Linked DNA regions of Sus scrofa: region 1 is linked to region 2. A link is a contact called in public Hi-C data. All regions are on one chromosome and are shown on one strand. Each heading gives the region's core, a stretch centred on a gene start, on an enhancer-like site or on the middle of the called end of the contact. The rest is flanking DNA. Distances are from core to core; before and after follow the strand shown.

Evidence for each region. A called contact is a pair of places that touch in the nucleus more often than the background predicts.
Region 1: a contact with region 2 is called in a Hi-C map of liver, with 4 times the contacts expected there. The contact joins the promoter of BLVRB here to the promoter of ZFP36 in region 2. A contact is called at or near these places in 1 of 47 Hi-C or Micro-C datasets (liver) and 1 of 2 datasets of contacts at active chromatin or transcription factors (alveolar macrophages).

The regions. Positions count from the first base shown.
Region 1 is chr6:48,725,452-48,730,156 of Sscrofa11.1, forward strand. BLVRB (flavin reductase (NADPH)) reads right to left here and starts at 2,982. Exons shown (of 5, transcript XM_003355917.4): 1 at 2,803-2,982. The coding sequence starts at 2,881. SPTBN4 (spectrin beta chain, non-erythrocytic 4) reads left to right here and starts at 4,388. Exons shown (of 36, transcript XM_021094394.1): 1 at 4,388-4,505.
Region 2 is chr6:48,062,056-48,066,887 of Sscrofa11.1, forward strand. ZFP36 (zinc finger protein 36, C3H type, homolog (mouse)) reads left to right here and starts at 1,677. Exons shown (of 2, transcript NM_001168419.1): 1 at 1,677-1,731; 2 at 2,545-4,180. The coding sequence starts at 1,708. The coding sequence ends at 3,501.

The DNA.
Region 1 (4,705 bases), core at 1,732-4,231, 660 kb after region 2:
CCGAAGGGATAAATAAAATGTGGTATAGCCATACCACCGAATGGTATTCGGCAATAAAAAGAAACGTCGCACCGATACATGCTGCGACATGCACAAACTTGGAAAAAAATATTTTTTAGTTAGTGACGAAGTCAGTCATAAAGAGCCACGTAGTGTATGATTCCATTTATGTGAATGGCCCGGAACAAACAAATCCATACAACGCCAGATCCGAGCCACATTTTCGACCTACGCCATAGCTCATGGGAACGTCAGATCCGCAACCCACTGAGTGAGGACAGGGATTGAACCCACGTCCTCAAGGATACTAGTCAGGTTCATAAATTGTGGGTATTTTGGAGGAGAAACATGTTCTCGCAAACAGTGAGAGTTTTGACACGGGCCGGGCACAAGAGTGCCCATTAGTGTTACCTTATTGGCGATTAGTGGCATTTATTGAGAGCCTTCTATGTGCCAAGTGTTGTGCTATGCTCTTTCCACAGATAAATGATTTTTTTTCCAAAAAATTTTAATAACAACTCACATTTAAATTTAAATAGCCACATGTGGCGAATGGCTACCATCACAAACTATAGTTTTAGAATTTGCAGATTTTACCTTTTACAAAGAAAACAACATTTGCAAAGACTTATTTCCAAACCTTTTCCTTTTCTTTTTTTTCCAAATCCTTTACTTCATATTTTTCTCTTAATTTTTGGCTCTTTTTTTTTGGCCACACCCAGGGCATGCAGAAATTCCCAGGCTAGGGAAGGAACTCAAGCCATGTCAGTGACAAACCAGATCCATAACCTGATGAGCCACCAGGGAACTCCTGTTAACTTTTTATTTTGAAATAAATTCAGACCTACAGGAAAGTTGTACGATCTTGATTCTCATATTTGCTTTATCTTTCTTTCCTTGTGTATATAATAATACACATAACATATATAATTATATATGTGTACAAAATGTTCCCCTAATTATGTGAGGGTAAGTTGTAGATTATGCCTCTTTTAAGCCATTTTTATCTCAACCCTCAGTACAAAATAGATTTCACTGCCTAATCCAGTATCCAAAAAAACTCTATGTATATAACTCAAACAAAAGTTTCATAAAACCCATTTTAACATGTGATACATTGATATTATTGTGACCAATTAAATATATCTCAGAACTGCACTAGGATCCATAGTTTGAAAAGCTGCAGACTACAACGATCCCACAAAGTAGGTTGTATTATATGCCCATTTTGAGGATGGGGGAAACTGAGGCAATTTTAGGTAATCAGGCCAGGACCACACAGCTATAATCTGAGTTCACTCAGCCAAGGAGTGCCTATTAAGTGCCCTTTATATGCTGGGCACCCTTTGAGGTATTTTCCATATATGACTTCATTTCATCATCACAAGAGCCCAAGGTCAAGTTCCACTAGTTCCATCCCCTCTTTGCAGATATCTAGGTACACAGATGACAAGGCATCCGACCACACCGGTGGTACGCAGTAGAGCTGGGGTTTGAAAGTGGACAGATGGGCACCAGAGTCTGTGCTAGTCAGAACTCAGCCCTACAGAATCAATGAGCTAAATAAAAGCTCAGCTCATTTAAGCCCCTCCTGTTTTGGATGGGGACAGCGAGGTTCTGGCTCGCCCGTAGCTCTGAAGGGACCTGGCAGAGTCACTGAGAAGGCAGGTGTAGTTCCGGCTGTGACCAGCAGTGTGGATAAATGAAATTCCACAGAATCCTGGTTTAAGGGAGAGGTAGTCACGTGGAAATCTGGATCATCAGGGTGACTCAGCACCTTTCAACTTCGTCCTCTACTTCCTCCTCTAGAAACGTGTATCAGCAAATTTGTTTCCCCTCTCCCCACAAGTCAAGATCCTCCCTAGGTCTTCCTGGGGAAGGGGGAGAGCTGCAGGCCTAATGGGGAACTTTCAGGCAGAGTCCCTGCAAGGGAGAGCTGGGCTAGGAGACAGCTGAGAGTAGGATCCTGGCAGCCTCCACCCTTTGGGGGCACCCAGATAGTCAATATCTTCAGCATCACCAAGACCAGCAAGGGTGGGACCGTTTATCTGGAAGAGCCAGCCTCCACTGGGGGTTGGTGAACTCTGCAAGGTGGGGGCAGGGGATGGCTTATCCCCTTTCCTGGAGCAACTCCATATTTTCAGCCCTCGTTGGCTTTCCTAGGACCAGTGTCCCCAAGTCTTCAGTGACCTACCTTCCATCAGGTGCTCACGGCAACACACTCCCCAGCCTCTTGAACTTTAAGCCTTGGTGTCCAAACCAAGAACTTTTAGCAGCTGAGAGCATGTGCTGGGTACAAATAACAACACTGCCACTTTCTGGCTGGGTGACAGTGGACAAGTCACTCTCTGGGCCTCAGTTTTCTCATCTGTCAAGTGAGGTGATACTAGTTCCCATCTCACCTGAGAGCTGGGACTATTTAATACAAATGAAGAGAAGGCAGAGCTGGGAGTCCCATGCCTGGCTTAGTTAAGCCCTTGCTGGGTGTGCAAACCACTACCGCCCACCACCACCACCACCACCACCACCACCACCACCATCACCACCACCACCACCATAACAGCATTTCATAAGAGCATTGGATTTAAACTTGTCACCACAGTCCCCTAGCCTCCCAGGGCCAATTCCTTTCCCTTGGACTCACATAAAATTGGACCTCATACTGTCCCCAACCTCTGCCCCCGTGGCCACTTGCTTTGCCCCTGAGTCCTCACACACCAAGGCACACCGGGTCCCATGATGTCCCTTCCTAAAGTTCTGGCCCTGCACCCGGTGACATCCCATGCCCGCCCCAGCTCATGCCTGCTTGCACCGCCTGCGCCAGGGTGGTGAGCCCGGTTCTGCCAGTGGCGCCGAAGATCGCAATCTTCTTGACAGACATGCTGCAGGGACGTAGGGTTGCGAGGCCGCGGAGTCACAGGACGCGCGGGAACCGACTGGCTGCTGGGCCGCCCTCTGCGTCCTTCCCTAGCGGGAGGAACGGGGCGGGGCCGCCCCGAGGGCCACGCCTCAGCCCACCTCCAGCCTCAGGCTTAGGCTGAGGAGCGAGTCCAAAAGGCCACGCCTCCAGCTAAGAATAGGGTGGGCGGGGCGGGCCAGCACCGCCCTCTGGGCCCGCCACTTAGACTGGGAGGCGTGGCTGTATCCGGCCATCGATTCAAGTGGCCCCGGGGCTCCGCCTCCGCGCTCCAGCCTCCCAGGGGGAGGCGGGGCGAGCTCGGGCCACGCCCACCGCTCTCTCCTCACTCACGCCCCTTCTCTCTGGGCCACAAGGCAGATCGGAGATTCACACTAAGCCCCAGGGCCTCCTCGAGGTTGCAAGGGAAGAAAGGGAGGGAGGACGGTGTGGGTGTGACACTGTGTAACTGCGTGTCTGTGAGCCCATGTGACCCTGAGTGTCTCTGTAAACAACCCCAAGGGAGACCATAATTGTGGGTGACACCATGTGCCATCTGCTGTGTACAACACCTTATTACAGTGTGAGACTGTGTGACGCTACGTGTGGCAAGTTATTGTGTGACCTTGTAGTGTCACTAAGTGACAGTGTGTCAGTCTGTGATGCTGTGTGCATCCATGACTCTGGGGTATATTGTGTGAGTGTGGAACACGTGTGCGATGTGTTACATGCGAGTATGTGACTCAGAGTGTGACAGTGTGTGACACTGCATGTGTCATGTGAGGTGTGTGACACTGACACCATTTGAGTGTGGCTGTGGGTGTTACTGTTGTGTTTCTATTTGTGAACTCTATGTGATGTATGAGTGTGACGGTGCAGGATGTGTGACCTTCATGTGAGTGTGCAACTGATGTGACAAGTTTGAGTGTGAAAAAGTGTGTGACACTGTGTGATGGTGAAGCTGTGTGTGATGTGTATGACACTCTTTGTGACCCCATGTTAGTGTGTGACATATGTGTGTTTGTATATGACTCCAAGTGAATGGTGGTGGCACTATTCGAGTGTTCTACAGTGTGTGACGCTGTCGGGCACTGTTCCAGGGCGCGACTTCGTGTGAGCTTGTGACTGCGTGAGACAGTTTGAATATTTGACCCTGCGTGACCCCATGTAAGGGGGTAACAGCGTGAGCGTGTGGATATGAATAGTATTTGTGACGCTGTATGTGACCCCGTATGTGTGTGGCCGTGTGGGAGTGTGCGACCCCGTGGGAATGTGTGTGTGTGACGCTACCACCGGCCCCTGCAGCTGTGCAGCGCACGCTGTGGCCGGGTGTGTGACCGCGCGTGGGCCAGCGCCGCGGGCGGCCGGGGTTGGCGGGAGACCGCGGGCGGGAGGGGGTCCGGGGGCGCGCCGAGCGCGACGGCCGCGCGAGCCGGAGGAGGCGCGCCGGCGGCGGCGGCGGCGCATGCGGATCTGGCCGAGCGGCGGGGCTGGTGGGGCCGAGCAGAGCCGGGCCGGGCCGGGCCGGGCCGGGCCGCGGACACCAACAGGGAGGGCAGTCGGGCACTGCCAGCAGCGGGGACAGCGGCACCGGCCGCCGCGGGCCCAGGTGAGCGGTGGCGTGGGGGCGGATAGTCCCTCCCTCCGGCATCTCCCCACCTGCCCGAGCATCCCTTCCCCGCGCACGCTGGGCTTGGCCTGACCCCTCAGGGTCTCCACGGCTGGGGGAGGTGGAGGGTCAATGGCAGAGGGAGCCCCCAGCCCTCAACCCCGTCCAGCCTCCGCGCCGTGCGTGGGTCTTCCACCCAA
Region 2 (4,832 bases), core at 427-2,926:
CCGGGCGTCCGGGCCGAGCCTCCTCGTCACGGCTTCCAGGAAGCCCCCCTCCTCCCCCGCCCCTTGCGAGTGAGTCACAGGCGAGAGGGAGGCTGCAACCGTGCCAGAGCCGCCCGCAGACTCCCAGCTCACGGGACCGGCCAGGAAGGCCCCTCGGCCCCAGAAGGCGCCGCACCAGGGATTCCCCCGAGCTCTGTCGGCCGAGCTAGTCGGCGTGCCTAGCAGAATCTCCCCACCTCAATACAAACCCGCGGTCTGCAGGGGCAGCCTGCAAGAATGAACTTTCCACCATGATAACTGCGTGGCAATGATTTCTTTCTACCCCTCTTATTTTCACTCAGGGCAGCCAGCTCACCAAGACCCCCTTTAAAAATTAGTTTTTTCTCCTTATCTTGAGCTTCATGCAGGGCAACCCCTTGACAGTAAAAAATTTGCCAATAGGGGGAGTGATTTGTGCAAATTTAGCGTTCTCTCAAGGCACGTCCCTTTTTCTTGAGACCCATCCGACTATTAGCTGATGATGACCCACTTTTTCCACCTCCAGACGGCTTTCCACCAAGAAAACCCTCCACCATAACAAGAGATCTCCAACCTTTTCCTATCTTGAGCTTCTCGGAGTGCAAACTCGTAACATAATTCAAGGCCCTGTTATTAAGCTGTTGTCATTTACTAATTGGAGAATAACTTGGCCTCTCTGTGCCTGGGTTTCCTTGTGTAGAAAATGGGCATAATACCTCCTTGAGTTAATGTACGTAAAGCACTTTCATGCCTAACCCAGAGGTAGCGGTTAGAATTGCCATTATATATTTGAGGGTGAGAGGTCACAGAAGCCCTGGAACTGGGGAAAGAGGCCCCTTTCCAGCCAGGTGTCGGGGCAGCGCTCCTCCTACCCTCGTGAGTGGGGCGGTACAGGTCTTGGGACCTGGATAATTTGGGAGCGAGACCATGTCAGGCTGGCAGGTCTCAAAAGAATTCTCCATCGGGCCTATTGGTCTCTTCATCTTGCTCCTGAGAATTTCTGTTTGTGGATGTTTATTTCTCCCCCCCTCCCTTCTCCCTTTTTCTCTGTTTCTTTATGTGCCCCCCCCCCACTTCTTGCTCTGAATTTGCCGTCTGGGACCGTCTATATCTCGTCTTTTCTATCTCTGCCTCCCCACCTTCCTTCTCTCTACCCCCTCTCCCTCTCTGTACCCGTCTCCCCTCTGTGTGCGTCTCTGTGTGTGTGTGTCTGTCTGTCTCCCAGTGTTTGTCTTTTTGCCTCCCTCCATTTCTGTCTTTTGCACTCAGTGGGCCTCTCCCCGCCCCCGTCCGTTGGCCTCTGCCCCGGTCAATTCCCCCAGGGGCCCTGCCCCGCCCCCACCTCTGTCCCAGTTCCCTTCTCCGCGCCTCAGGCTCCAGCTTTGAAAACTGGGCCGACACCCCTCACCCCACACACTCCCCGCGGGGTCGCGATCGCCCGCGGACCCGGATCAGGCAAGTCCCGGCCCGCAGCCGGGCGGAAGGGGACTGGTCCTGGGCCGGGCGGGCTGTGCTGGGGCGGTGCGTCCGGGAAGCGCCCCTCCTGGCCCCGCCCGCCCAGGCCCGCCCCTCTCGAGGCCACGCCCCCTCCTGCTGAATAAATGCAGCCACTGTGCGGGCCCCGCTGTAGCCTGACTTCAGCGCTCCCACTCTTGGCCGGCCCCTCAGCCTTCGGCCCTCTGCGCCGCCATGGATCTCACCGCCATCTACGAGGTGAGCCCCCGCTGATTTGCACCCCGGAGTCCCCATGCCTGACTCCTTTCTCAAGTCTCACCCTCTAGCGCCGCAAACTCCCTCCCGGGACTCTGGCTCCCTTCTCAAACTAAGCTCTTTAGCGCTTCGCACTCCGGCCGGGAGGATCCTGCCTCTTCTCAGACCAGTGTGATCCTCTGGAGGTGAAAATGGAGCCCGTGACTTTGTGGTCTCAGCCCAAACACGGGTGGGCTGGCCTTCGGAAGTGGAAAGCTGGAGGGCTTTTCTCAGGCTGGGGCTGTCTGGAGGCGGAAATGGCCCCACACCTGGCTTACCCCTAGTAGTTGCTGAGGGCGCGGTTTTGCGCGGAGGCGTTTCTGGGGCTAGAGTCTCGGAGAGGGGAAGCCGACTTCTGCTTCCCCACTCCCTAACCCAGAGGACGACTCTGGGAACTCTAAAACCCAAGAGGTCCGCACTCCTGGGTTAACTTTGTTCGCGTCTCCAACTTGTGAAACTGGAGAACCCGATGAGTGTAGTCAGATCCCGAGAGGCCCAGAGGCTTAAAATTGGAAGACAGCGGTGTGTGTCCTGACTTGATCCTGCCGGGCAGCCGGGATTCCTGGGCCCCTCGGGATGAGCTTAAGTCGCGAATATAAACTCAGAACCTCCGAATCGAGATTCTTGCGATCCGGAACCCGTATTTTTTTCCTGCGGGCGGGTGGAGTTCTAGCCAGGAACCCACAAACCGGACTGGCAAGCTTTTAGGTGCTCTGCAGCTGGGGGCGGGGCGTCACCCTGTATTTTCGGTGTCTTAACCCATCCCTGTTCCCACAGAGCCTCCTGTCGCTGAGCCCTGACCTGCCATCCTCCGACCACGGAGAGACTGAGTCCAGCCCGGGCTGGGCCACCGCGGGACTGTGGAGCCTCAACTCATCCGATTCCAGCCCGGCTGGGGTCGCTGCCCGCCTACCTGGTCGCTCCACCAGCTTGGTGGAAGGTCGCAGCTGCGGCTGGGTGCCCCCACCCCCAGGCTTTGCACCCTTGGCTCCCCGCCCAGGCCCTGAACTGTCGCCCTCACCCACCTCGCCAACTTCGACCCCCACCACCTCCTCCCGCTACAAGACTGAGTTATGTCGGACTTTCTCAGAGAGCGGGCGCTGCCGCTATGGGGCCAAGTGCCAGTTTGCCCATGGCCTGGGCGAGCTGCGCCAGGCCAGCCGCCACCCCAAGTACAAGACGGAACTCTGCCACAAGTTCTACCTCCAGGGCCGCTGCCCCTACGGCTCTCGCTGCCACTTCATCCACAACCCCAGCGAAGACCTGGCTGCCCCCGGTCACCCGCATGTGCTGCGCCAGAGTATCAGCTTCTCAGGCCTGCCCTCCGGTCGCCGAACCTCGCCACCACCACCCGGCCTAGCAGGCCCTTCCCTGTCCTCATGCTCCTTCTCGCCCTCCAGCTCCCCACCACCACCACCTGGGGACCTTCCACTTTCACCTTCTGCCTTCTCTGCTGCCCCTGGGACCCCTGTGGCCCGAAGGGACCCCACCCCGGCCTGTTGCCCGTCCTGCCGAAGGGCCACTCCCAGCAGCATCTGGGGGCCCTTGGGTGGCCTGCCTCGGAGCCCCTCTGCACACTCCCTGGGATCTGATCCTGACGAATATGCCAGCAGTGGCAGCAGCCTGGGGGGATCCGATTCACCTGTCTTCGATGCCGGGGTTTTGGGGCCACCCCAGCCAACTGCAGTTCCCCGAAGACTCCCCATCTTCAATCGTATTTCTGTTTCTGAGTGACAAGTGCCTGCCCAGTACAGATGAGCTGGATCTTAAGGGGGCCATTTCTCTTGTGCTGTGGGCACCACAAGGGGTCCCAGGGCTGTGGAGAACTGAGGGACTTAATCAAGTAGCTCCCCTCACTTTCCAGAGTGCATTAACTCACTCCCCTGACCGCATGCTGGGGCAGGTCCCCAGTGTGTGAGCTCAGGTGGTCATGGTATTAGGGGGGAGGAGTGTTTGGGGTCTTAAAAAAAGATGTAGCAAATCTGAGGGAGGCAGTGAACCCTCTTCCTCCCACCTCTCCCCTGCCCAATGCTGTGAATAATAAGCCCCCCTCTGCCCCCTTCCACTTTTCCCTAGACACGGAGGTGCCAGTGTTTGATGGTTACTGGAGCCTCCCCTGAGGGGGTATCCTGGTGCTCAAATTTCCCTCCAAAAGCAAGTAGCCAAAGCCAGCGTCAACCCCCTGCTCTCCCGCCCTCGCCTTTGGGCCCTTTATTTATGACGACTTTATTTATTCTAATAGATTTTATAGTATTTATATATATTGGGTCGTCTGCTTCCCTGTATTTTTCTTCCTCTTTTTTGTAATATTGGAAACAATGGAATAATTATTGTTATAAGTAAGTATACTATAATAATATATTAAGTAATAATATATTGTTAAAAGTTTATTTTTGTGTTTTTTGGAATTTTTAAATAAAAGAAATCTGTAAGTTGGAATCCTGGCTCTTCTGCGGTCTAGAGGCGGTCAGAGAGGGGAGGAGGGTGTGGACCTTTTTAGAAGCGGGGTAGAGTCCGCCCTTAGCTCCTCCAAACCTTCCTGGAGCTGAGCCGCCTGCGGCGCTTACCTGGCAGGAAGTGACGTCACTTGCCCCGGCCGTTCACCTGAGAGGGCGGGGCCAGGTGAGGTCACCCGGGAGAAACCGGGAGAGCCAGTTCCCGGGCGTTGGTGGGGGTGGGGGGGCGCCGGCGCTCCTGTCCCGCCGGGCTCTTTGACCCAGCTCTCGGCCAGACGCGGGCGGGGACGGGATGTTTCCGTCCCTACGGGCCCGAGGGAGGAGGGCAGGGCGGAGTGGGGAGGACGGAATGTGCCGGGGCGCGAGCCCAGGGCGGGCGCGGCGGGTGGGGGAGGGGTGGCCCCGGAAGCTGGGGCGTCCTGGGGTCTCACCGCCCGGCCTTCCAGGACGCGGGAGTGTCGGGGGGACAGCTTGAAAGTTTCAGGATTCTAGGATCTCAACGTTTTGGAATCAGCGTTGGTCTCTTGGCGACTTCTAGACCCTTGGGGTCCCAGAACGTTCAGAACTGGCTTTCCGCGCCCCTAGGACCTCGGAATTCCGGAATCTTGG